Regions from separate parts of the Mus musculus genome. Here region 2 is linked to region 1. The links are chromatin contacts, called in public promoter capture Hi-C maps. All regions are on one chromosome and are shown on one strand. The core of a region is the stretch at or near the end of the contact, and the rest is flanking DNA. Distances in the headings are between cores, read along the strand shown.

Region 1 (5,945 bases), core at 1,542-4,041:
CCTGGAACCGAAGTTAAGATGGTTGTAAGTTGCCTCGTGAGTGCTGGAAACCAAGTCCAGGTTCTCTGCAAGAAGAAGAAGTGCTCATGGTCGCCAAGCTATCTCTCCAGCCCCTCCATAAGGGCTAAGAAAACTGGGCTATGGACTGTCTTCTTTGCAAACTCTCCATGGTCACTGAAGCAGTCTTTTTTTTTTTTTTTTTTTTTTTTAATGTAGCTAAAAGAGCTAGAGAGTTGGCTCAATAGAGGATCTGGGTTCCATTCCCAGCTCACACTGTATCTGTAACTCCAGTCCCAGGGGCTCTAAAGCCGTCTTCTAACCTCCACAGAAACCAGGCACATATGTGGTGTGCATACATACATGCAGGCAAAACACTCACAGACATCAAAAAACAAAAAAACAAAAAAACAAAAAAACAAAAAACAAAACAAAAAAAAAAACCCAAAACAAAAAAACAGAACCTAGAGAGATTGTTTGTTTGTTTGTTTTTGAGACAGATTTTCACTATGTAGACCAGGCTGTCCTTGGGCTCACCATCACACCTGGAAAAAAAAATCTTATTGTTTAAAGTATAAGATCATCCTTGTCAACACAGAGGGTTTAATCCTGGGCTAGATGAAATCTTGTCTCTAAACAATGAGAATAAAAACTAATGACATCATTATAATAAGAATACAATCTATTTAACCAGATAGCAATAGACGCACCGATGTGGTACATTCTTTCTCTTTGTTCATTGAATTGAATTTTGCAAAGCTAACCTTTCCTCAGGGTGACCTCATCCAAGTGTGTATGCAAGTGTGTGTGCACATGTGTGTGTGTGTGTGTGTGTGTGCATGAGTGTGTGTGTGTATGTGTGTGTGTGTGTGTGAGAGAGAGAGAGAGAGAGAAAGACAGACAGACAGACAGACAGACAGAGCACACCTCCCTGGACTCAGTTCTTTCCTTCCATCATGTGTGATAAGTTTTTTCTCCACTGGTGAAACAAAGCAATTCAAGCCAGATTAGAGTGTATAAAAGCAGGTTTACTAGGAAGCTGCTATTGGGTGTGCAAGTTCATTGGTCTCAAGGAAAGAGGCCTGGGAAGTAGCCATAGGAAGGGAAATGAAGGGAGGGGGAAGAGAAAAAGAAAAGAGGAGAAAAGGGGGCAGCAAAGAGACTAAAAGGTCTGGATTATATAGGGAAGCGCCTGTGGGGGAAGGTCAGCCCAGCCCCTGGGCTGGTAAGGTCTGGGTAGAGGGTGGGGTTGTGCCAAGGAGGGACTGAGGGATGCTGGGAGAAACTGGAGGCCAGGTCTGCTTTGGTATATAAGTTGTGCACCTCAGTTGTTTGTTCTGGGGTCTGAAACCAAACCCTGGGACTCTGAGGATGGAACTCAGGTCCTTTGGCTTCTCAAAAGCCCCCTTACCTGCTGAGCCGTCTTGCCAGTGAACTTCATTGGTTTGGGAGTGCAGTTTAGGGTACAATTCATCTTGGCTGAGCAGCCAAGGTGGGGGCAGCTTGGAGCAGCGTGGGCTTCACAAACAGAAAACAGAGTCCTAAATGTGTCAACTGACATTCTAGTCAGTCAGTCAGCCTCCTAGAAGGTTCAACATCAGGTGCAGATCTTTCCAGGAACTTCTGTTCACAGTATTAAATACATTTCTCTCCCTCAAAAGATAATGTGTCTCAGTGTCCCTTTGAATGTCACATCAGAGCCCTTTCATCCTTTCCCCATAGTGTTCAGGGCCATGCAGAGCAAGCACACTGTAAGAACTAATGAATGAATGGATGGATGAATGAATGAATGAATGAATGAATGAATGAGTTTAAAATGTGAGAAATTTGAAGAGAGCAAAACTACAATTCCTTTGGTCTGGGACTTGGGAGTTCAAGTTCGTGTAAAGACTTTGGCTGTGCAAATGGCAGAACTTTTTGTTCAGTGTCCTAAACAAGTAGAGGGATCCCATATAATCACGGAGTCCCCTGAGCCTCCATAATCCACAAGAGCAGGTTGCACAGCTGTTGGACATCAGTAGAGTCTTTTGATTCTTTGGAGACAGAGGGATGGGTGGAGTCTTGGGCCAAATGCTGGGTCATTTTAGCTAGAGCCGGGTGGCTGTAGAAGAGAGATATGGTTGAGGGGAGGAAGTTGAAGAGACAGAACTGTGTGCTCCAAGGTGGCCTAAGCCTGCAGAACAAGGGGAGGGAGGGGCTCTGAGGGCGGGGTCATTTGAGAGGAGGTGGGGGAGGGGAAGGTTTACCTCACTTCAAGAAGCCTGGAAGCCTTGGAGCAGTGGAAGGCTAGAGAAAATTGCTGGGTGACTTAGGACCAGGAAAAACAGAGCCAGGGAAATACGGGAAGAGGGAGAGGGAGAAGGAGAGGGGAGAGGGGAGAGGGGAGAGGGGAGAGAGGAGAGGGGAGAGGGGAGAGGGGAGAGGGGAGAGGGGAGAGGGGAGAGGGGAGAGGGGAGAGGGGAGAGGGGAGAGGGGAGGAGAGGGGAGGAGAGGGGAGAGGGGAGAGGAGAGGGGAGGAGAGGGGAGAGGGAGAGGCTGCGCGCACGTGTGTGTGTGTGTGTGTGTGTGTGTGTGTGTGTGTGAGAGAGAGAGAGAGAGAGAGAGAGAGAGAGAGAGAGAGAATTTTAAAATTTGCATCTTGTTTCCCCCATGACAAAAATAAGCCCGCACGTGAGTCCGTGAGAGGTTATTTGCAACTGTGAGCAGGAGTGACTGAAGTGACTAGCCTGGACAGAGGAGGGTCAGGGTGACTGAAGGAGTCCATTTTACCAGACTAAAGACCTTCCTTCTGAAGGAGTATGTCAAGGCCTGCCAGAGAGCACCTGCTCCTGAATCTCAGAACCCAGAAGATCCCATGAAGTCTCTACAGAATGTTCCAGAAGCCTCTCCTCCAGTTCCCCGAGTGGAGGACCAGCTGCTGTGAATGAGGAGACACCCCAGATGGATCCAGTTTTCTGCAGAGAATCACAGACATTGTGGGGTTCTGGAGTTTTCTCTGGCCCAGGGGCCCCAAGACAGGGTGGAGCAGCCACACCTGCCTGAAGTTCTGAGGAAGAGGGCGGAAACAGACAGCTCCCGCCCTCGCCCTCACCCTCACTTTCTCTCCCCACAATTGTGATAGGCTCCACTGGGGGCATTGTGTGCCACAGGGGCTCACTTCCCCAAACAGGCAACTGTGGTTTTTCAGAGCCTGCCGTCCAACCCTGGGAGGTCAGGTGGCATGCCTGGGATCAGTGTGGGTCCTGCCCCTCGATCCCCGGGCTGACTGTGACATTGCATCTGGATGGAGCCATGGCCTCTTACGTTCCTGCTGTTGCTGCTGCTGCTGCTGTGGCTACAGGGCTGTGTCTCAGGTGAGAGGCAGGGGTGGGGGTGGGGTTGGTAGAAGAGAAAGACTACTTCCCCTGTCTACCCCACACTGCCTCTTCTTGTTCCACTATCTTAATGTTTTGTGGGTTGGGGAAGGAGGGTGGGCTGACCGGTCTTTACCAGAGACCAGTGAGAATGTCCCCTGCTAATATCTGGCCCCAGGCAGAGCTTAGACAGGCTAAGATGTAGCTGTATCCTCTATATTGGCCTTCATCTAGTGGGTTCCCTTGTAACGAAGAATGAGCATTTAATTTTCTCACAGAAATGACCTCTGTTTGGCCTTTGTCTGACTGGTGCCAGTATGAGTTCTTGTATCAAGTCTGCACACTTTAAATTTCGTTTTCTCGGAATGCTGATGCCACATCCGGTCCCTCAGCTCTGACTGGAAGGGAACCAATCCCCAAAGGCCCTTCCCAACTAGAGGCTACTCTGCAAGGGGCTCACTGGTTTCGACCTTCCTGACTGCCGAGGCAACCGCTTACCACTTCCTGTTCTGTTCTGGCTAGAGTAAGGGCTGGCAAACCCTCCCTTCACCAAGTGACAGAAAATACATGGGCACAAACGAACCTGGGACCCCAAAAGGCTTCTTCCAGGTCTCTGCCACTCTGCAGGGAGAAGGGTCTCGAAACCCTGGGCTGAGCCGAGGTGAATTCGAGGCCTGTTCTGTTCTGTTTACTTGGCAAGGGAGGAACAGACCTTAGAGCTTCAGCTACAAGCTGTTGGAAACAAGGGCAGGTGGCTTCTGGGTCTTCACTGTACCCTCTCCCTCCCTCCATCTCTTGAATTGCCCTGCTCTGCTTTCTTCAACAGACTGGATTATGAAGGGCACAGAACTCATTCATGTCTTCATTCATATTCATTCTCTCTGTCTCTCTGTCTCTGTCTCTTTCTCTCTCTCTCTCTCTCTCTCTCTCTCTCTCTGTGTGTGTTATACACACACGTGTATGCACTCCAGTCCATCCCCTTCCCCCTTCCCTGCCCCCCCCCCCAAACCCATCCCTGGTGTTACAGGTACAAATTAGAGATGGGATTTTGTTTCCAGGCTAGCCTGATCTCACTAGGTATCCCAGGCTAGTCTTAAACTCAGGATCCCCCTATTTCAGTCTCCTTCATGCTATTACAGGCTTGGGCCACATCTCACTCCTAGGTATAGAGACTCTACCATCCATGGCCAGCCTGTGGTCCGCAGGCCCCAAGCATCCTGGCACAGCCATGATTTGCCTGGTGCATCTACAGATGTCAAAGTCAAGTCCCGATGACAAAAAGTTGGATGGACAGTGAATACTGTATCTGTTGGCTGGCTCATCCATGGGACTTAAGTGTGTGTGGTGTGCTTAATCTGTGTGTTAATATAGGGTATTTAAAAATTAAGGACCATGGAGAGTGCTACTTAAAAGGTATCCAATAGGGGCAGGGGTGTGGCTCAGTGGTTAGAGTGCTTGCCTACCCTGCTCGAGATACGAGGCATGGTGTTCCCCACAACCCCAAACAAGACATAAAGAAGAGAGTGTCCAGGTAGGAGAGAAAGAGGAAGGGAGACTACTATTGGGAGAAATAATTCTTCATCATTTTTCCGGATACTGGGACCTTCTCTTGGCCTCTGTAGTTTGTGCTCTCTGGTTCCAGAGCTTGATGAGCTGTTGTGTCTGCATCTGTCTCCCCGAAGGCAGGGTCTGGATTGATCTTGAAATCCTGAGCATCCCTGAAGAGTGGAAAACATCCAGAGGAACAAGACTATGTCTGGTGGAGCTCTTGTGTTAGGAGTGTGTCCCTCATTGAACTGGGGGCCTCTTCCATCAGACTCAGAGCAGACCTTCTGGGGGTTAGAGGTGCTGTGTTTCTCTGTGACAGATTCTCGGAGGGTCCGGCTATGTTCTTGCCTCACACTGAGCTCCAGGGAAGTCAGGGCAGCATCCCTCTCTCCTTTCACCCCCAGCTTCCATTTTCAAGATGCCTTCTTTCTCGGCCGACCTTGGTCAGAAAAGTCCTGTCTCCCCAGGTCACTCCAATGAGAACCTGTACAGGAAAGTGTGGCGGCGTGAAGGCGAGACCCTGTCTGTGCAGTGCTCCTACAAGAACCGCCGGAACTTAGTTGAGGCCAAGTCTTGGTGCAAAGTCAAGAAGAAGAAGTGCGACCACAACTTCACCCGGAGCTGGGTGAGGGGTCCCAGCTACTCTCTGCGGGATGATGCCAAGGTCAAGGTAGTCCGTATCACCATGGAAGCTCTCAGAGTTCAGGACTCCGGACGATACTGGTGTATGCGTAACACGGCTGGGCATTTCTACCCTTTGGTGGGTTTCCAACTGGAAGTGTATCCAGGTGAGCAGACCTGCGCAGAGCCTGGACGGGCGGGATCATGGAACAATGGTTCTTTGCTGTGTACATCCTCCTGTCATGGTTTCACAGACAAAGAAAATGGGTTTGGGCAAGCTCTTTGTGGCTCTGACCTTGCCCTTGGGCAGAGCGAGGCTGGGACTTGGGACTTGGGACCCTACTTTGTTTTATACAGTTATCTGAATGTCATATACTCACCGAGTTTAGAGGGTGTGCCGGGCACTGTTATATACAGGCTTTGAGA
Region 2 (5,330 bases), core at 294-2,793, 46 kb after region 1:
CTCCACCCCTGACTTGCTAGATACCTTTGTGCCTTGGTACATGCAGGACCCTGTGCCTGGACCATCCCTTGTGGGGAGCCCCAGCCATGGAATCCCTGTCCTCTAGAACTCCAGGAAATGCTGAGACCGTGTCACTGGATGGTCAGAAGTTAAGACTGGGCTGCGTAGGGGCTGGCGAGATGGCTCAGTGGTTAAGAGTGCCGACTGCTCTTCCAAAGGTCCCGAGTTCAAATCCCAGCAACCACATGGTGGTTCACAACCATCTGTAACAATGCCCTCTTCTGGACTGTCTGAAGACAGCTACAGTGTACTTACATATAATAAATAAATAAATAAATAAATAAATAAATAAATAAATAAATCTTTTTTAAAAATCAATTTTAAAAAACGGGGGGAGGGGGGCCTGGTGATGGCTCAACGGTTAAGAGCGCCAACTGCTCTTCCAAAGGTCCTGAGTTCAAATCCCAGCAACCACATGGTGGCTTACAACCATTCGTAACAAAATCTGATGCTCTCTTCTGGAGTGTCTGAAGACAGCTACAGTGTACTTACATATAATAAATAAATAAATAAATCTTAAAAAATAAAAAAAAAAAAGAAAAGACTGAGCTGTGTAGACATGTATGCACTGAGGGGACACTCAGCTCTTCAGAGGAAACTGGGGGGGGGGCAAGCAAAAGTGCTCTCTCTTTCTCCCTTTCTGCCTACAGATTAGGATGTAGCTCTCAGCTATTGCTCCAGCACCTGCCTGCATGTTGTCATGCTGCCGGCCATGATGATAATGGACTAATGGACTAAGCCTCTGAAACTGTAAGCCAGGCCCAGTTAAATGCTTTCTTTTATAGCAGTTGCCTTGGTCATGGTGTCTCTTCACTCAGCAATAGAACACGGACTAAAGCAGGGTGAATCTTGGTGGAATCTTACTTTAGTTTGTGGCTGAGATCTTATGAGGGGGGAGTAGATGTTCTTTACATTTCCCCAGGGAGGTGATTCTTGAAACACACCAGAGATTGGCTGTTTCCCTATCCCCTGCTGATTGGGGTAATAGACACAGTTAACCCTTGCTGAGGACCTCTGCGTATCTGGACCCTGGATTGTAGGAAACCACCTTTAGCCCCGGGATAAACTTGCTTATCACCAATAGCCCCACCTTACAGATACATGGTTTGAAGCACAGAAAAGTTACAGGCCTGAGCGCACACACAGCAAATGGGAACTCTGGCACTGGTCTGCATCCATACCTGCTGCCTTACACAATAGGGTTGTGTTCTGGTGACATGCCAGCCTCCTAAGAAGCCACTGTCCTCCAATCTGGGGGAAACTGGGACCAGTGGAGATGGCAGACACCCTGGCTACAGCGTCAGGGTAATGACACCCCCCCTCAAATGAGGCTCTGCAAGGAGATAGAATAACCTAAAAGACTGTCTGGCGCCAGCTATGCAGGGCCACCCATGCCAGCCTTGCGGGAAAGCAGCTGACCTTTACTGTAGAAGCCTCCTTTCCTTCCTCCCTCCCTCACGCCCTTCTCCCTCCTTGAATCACAGCGCCTACCCTAGTCCTGACTGTTGCTCAATCCAGGAGCACAGTTCCTGTGGGCTGAGCCTGACTGGCTTGGTCATCTCTTTTCTGCACTTCAAGGGAAAAGCAAGATCTTGCACAAGGTCCCCTCCGGCTGGCTGCTGGCAAAGGAAAGGTGCCATGGGACCTCTCCACCAGTTTCTCCTGCTGCTGATCACAGGTGGGACCACAGGAGGGACCTACCTTCAGCAACACTGTCTTTTCCTCACCTTCCTTGAGCAGATGGCTGGGGTGTGGGGGCAGGGTGGCATGGAGGGGGAACTATTATGGAGGCTGGAGTCCTGGTACACTCCAGTGTCCTGCTTTGACTCTGCTTTTCTCCCCCACTGGCTCATTCGTGTTCTTCACACATCCTCCCCGAGATTAATATCCACCTATAGGAAGGGTAACAGGGGCAGCTGGAATTAGTCACTGAAGGAGCTGTGAGGGTGGCACTAGTTGTGAGGTAGGGGACTCGTTAAGACACTGCCAAGAGCCCTTAAACACTCAAGAAGCACTTAAACCATAAGTGGAGGGGCAGAATGGGAGAGAAGAGAGAAAGACAGACTAGGATTTGCATCTTCCTGGAGGTCCTCCCAGATTCGACCTCAGCGCTCTGTGGGAGGTGAGGATGCTGTAGGCTTTATCAGTGTATCCTCACCTGTAATGGACTGACTCATTCCAGTGTGGGCTGGGTGCCTCCTGTTCCTGCAAAGTCATGGACAAACCCAGGTAGGAGAAGAGGCTGCCCTGCATCTTGTCCCTGCAGCATCTCAGCTGGAAGTGGAAGGAGAGGTAGGGAACGTTAGCCTGTCTCTAGGCAGACTGAGGTCTCTGAAAGGCAGGCCATCAGCTCCGTAATTCCCCCTTTCATGTTCCCATCTCAGTAATAGCTGGAGACAAGGTGCAAGAGGTAGAAAGTTTGGCTGAACCCTTGTCCCCTTGCCCTGGCCATAACTTGGGTGCTCCAATGCCATGTCCTCTACCCCAAAAGGATCCCCAAAATAGCAGTCTCATGTCTCCCCTCAAAATAGCCCTGAGACAAGTCCTTCTTAAAAGAGGAACAGAGCCACAGAAATAGGGAAGCTGAGTTCAAACTTAGGAAAGAGGCATCAAGTATGGATGACTGAGGAGCGGACAGCAAGGTAGGGTGAAGGAGGGGGCCATCCCAACCCTCAGGGAACCAGCTTGAGCTCCAAGGATCCATTAACCTTGCTCTCCCGAGATGAAGAGGGCAAAATAGGCATCCTGGTCCCATAAGACCAGAGGGAAGATGTCTTAAATAGAGCCAGAGGGATTTCAAGAACAAGACACGTCTTAGCCAGCAGGATACTTGACTTGCAAGCATGAGGATCTGTGATTGGATACACAGGAAGCATGAGAAAAGCCAGTTACAGTGTCACATGCCTGTCTCCCAAGAACAGAGACACGAGAGGCAGAGACAGTCAGATCCCTAGGAGCACACAGGCCGGCTTGGTCCACGGTGTGAATTTCTGCACTGTGTTAGTTATTGTTTGGTTGCTGTGAGAAAACATCTTAACAAAAGCAACTCAGCAAAGGAAGGGTCCATTTTGGCTTGTAGCGTCGGGGATACACTCCATCCTGGAGGGGACACATGGTGGCCAGAGGCAGCTGTACATTGCATGCTCAGTCAGGAAGCTAAGAGATACACGCAGCCTCTGGGTTCTCTTTGTCCTTTTGATATAGCTAGGGATTTTGGCCCACGGAATGTTACTGCCCATAGGTCAGGGTGGATCTTCTTACACCAAAGAACTGAGTCCAGATAGTCTCTCATTCATGTTCCTATAGGCTAACCTGACCTAGAAAATCCCTCACGGGCAAGCTCATAGGTTTGCCCCTAGATGATTCTAGAGCCCGTCAGGGAGTCAGTCATTAACCATCTTGCACACGCATGAGATATTCTGTTTCAAACAAAAAGTGGAAGGTACCCAAGGACCAGAACTTATCCTAATGACCATGCACACGCTATGCTCCCTGCACTCCTGGAACTGCTTCCAAGCAAGTGGCTGTCTCCTCTGCAGCCCTGTCCCAAGCCCTCAACACCACGGTGCTGCAGGGCATGGCCGGCCAGTCCTTGAGGGTGTCATGTACTTATGACGCCTTGAAGCACTGGGGGAGACGCAAGGCCTGGTGTCGGCAGCTGGGTGAGGAGGGCCCATGCCAGCGTGTGGTGAGCACACACGGTGTGTGGCTGCTGGCCTTCCTGAAGAAGCGGAATGGGAGCACAGTCATCGCAGATGACACCCTTGCTGGAACCGTCACCATCACTCTGAAGAACCTCCAAGCCGGTGACGCGGGCCTCTACCAGTGTCAGAGTCTCCGAGGCCGAGAGGCTGAGGTCCTGCAGAAAGTACTGGTGGAGGTGCTGGAGGGTGAGTACACAGTAGCTGGGTGCACCTTTGGCTGGTCCTTGTGCCAGGTCTTATTGTTGTGGGACTTTTTCAGGGGGACATAAATAAATGCCTGTCCCAGATTAGCTATCACAAACAGATATAAGAAATGATTCAGTCCAGGTCTAGCTTAGTGAATTCGTGAGTATACTGGGGCTACTTGTAGGTGCCTGGCAAGGGTTTATTTACAGGCAATTCAAAAACAACTGTGTCATCTAAAAAAAAAAAATCATCCCAGCATGGATTATGAATAATAAAAAAAACAGCAACCTTGGTGCTCCCCGCATTCCTGGTGCTCCTCCGTGCTCCCCACATTCCTGGGGCTCCTTGCATCCCTGGGGTTCCCTGCATCCCTGGGGCTCCCTCAATCCCTGGGGCTCCCTGCATCCCTGGGGCTCCCTGCATTCCCTGGAGCTCCCTGTATCCCTGGGGCTCCCTGCATCCCTGGGGCTCCCTGCATCCCTGAGGCTCCCTGCATCCCTGGGGCTCCCTGCATGGAGCTCCTGAGCATCTTGTAGGTCTTAGTTAGAGTCTCCTCTTCTGACAACTGTAATGGCAGATATAATCTAGGGGTGTGTGTATAAATCCTATAAAGTTCTACGAGGTGCCTGAGCCTTGTATGCTTTCCTTACTCTTTGAGTTATATGGCCTTCTCTCCTCCCCCCATGAGGACATGTTTCAGTTCAGAGGAAATGGTTTTACAGCACTAAAGTTCAGGCATATATGTGAAGGGCTATCACCATCTCCCTGCTCTTAGGAAAATATACTGCATGGATCCCATGGTCCTAGAATACTCACTGTATCATGAGTCTAGAACACTCACTGTACGTGGGAGCTAAACTCCAGTGTGCCCTCTTCAAGGCACGCCATACTGCCCAGTACAGAGCTGTCCCATCTGCTGGAAGGGCATCTTTCTTTAGTTTATATCAAGTCCCAGCCTTGTGTCCTTGAACCAGCTAATCTAATTGGCATCCCATTAGTATGTGAGCACTGTGTATGTGGTTCTTAAAGAGTAGTAGATCAACCCATCCACTCGTTAACCTGGTGCAGAAAAACACCTCTTGATTGTACCGGGCAATGTGCTGTCTGTCTCTCTACCTGGGCAATGTGCTGTCTATCTCTCTACCAGCCTCCCTTGCCTCATCTCTCAAAGGAGATCATGGGGTATGGCTGTTACCTAACATATACAGACTCCATCCTAAGCACCCCAGAAGAATAGATTTGAAGAGAAATGGTGGTGTCTTTTGGATGCTCTGAACTGAGTTGTGGTGAGGAGAGAGGAGCAGGCCCCTTAAAAGGGAGTCCGGATTTCTGCCTAGTCTACAGGACTAGCAGAGGCCCATAGGCAAGCTGCTTCCAGGC

Evidence for each region. Promoter capture Hi-C pulls out the DNA fragments that hold promoters and counts their contacts.
Region 2: a promoter capture Hi-C map of macrophages shows a contact between it and region 1, with 7 read pairs. The contact joins the promoter of Trem2 here to the promoter of Treml2 in region 1. A contact is called at or near these places in 13 of 39 promoter capture datasets (the C10 cell line, the HPC-7 cell line, HPC-7-derived erythroid cells and 9 more), 5 of 15 datasets of contacts at CTCF or cohesin (CD8 T cells, the G1E-ER4 cell line, the NIH/3T3 cell line and 2 more), 53 of 484 Hi-C or Micro-C datasets (B cells, the BV-2 cell line, the Ba/F3 cell line and 37 more), 22 of 115 datasets of contacts at active chromatin or transcription factors (the 230-238 cell line, CD8 T cells, the HPC-7 cell line and 14 more) and 7 of 9 other capture datasets (adipose tissue, bone marrow-derived macrophages, embryonic stem cells and 4 more).

Annotation. Positions count from the first base shown.
Region 1 is chr17:48,297,247-48,303,191 of GRCm38.p6, forward strand. Treml2 (triggering receptor expressed on myeloid cells-like 2) reads left to right here and starts at 2,792. Exons shown (of 5, transcript NM_001033405.2): 1 at 2,792-3,350; 2 at 5,366-5,686. The coding sequence starts at 3,281.
Region 2 is chr17:48,344,858-48,350,187 of GRCm38.p6, forward strand. It overlaps Trem2 (triggering receptor expressed on myeloid cells 2), which reads left to right and starts at 1,544. Exons shown (of 5, transcript NM_031254.3): 1 at 1,544-1,738; 2 at 3,600-3,950. The coding sequence starts at 1,699.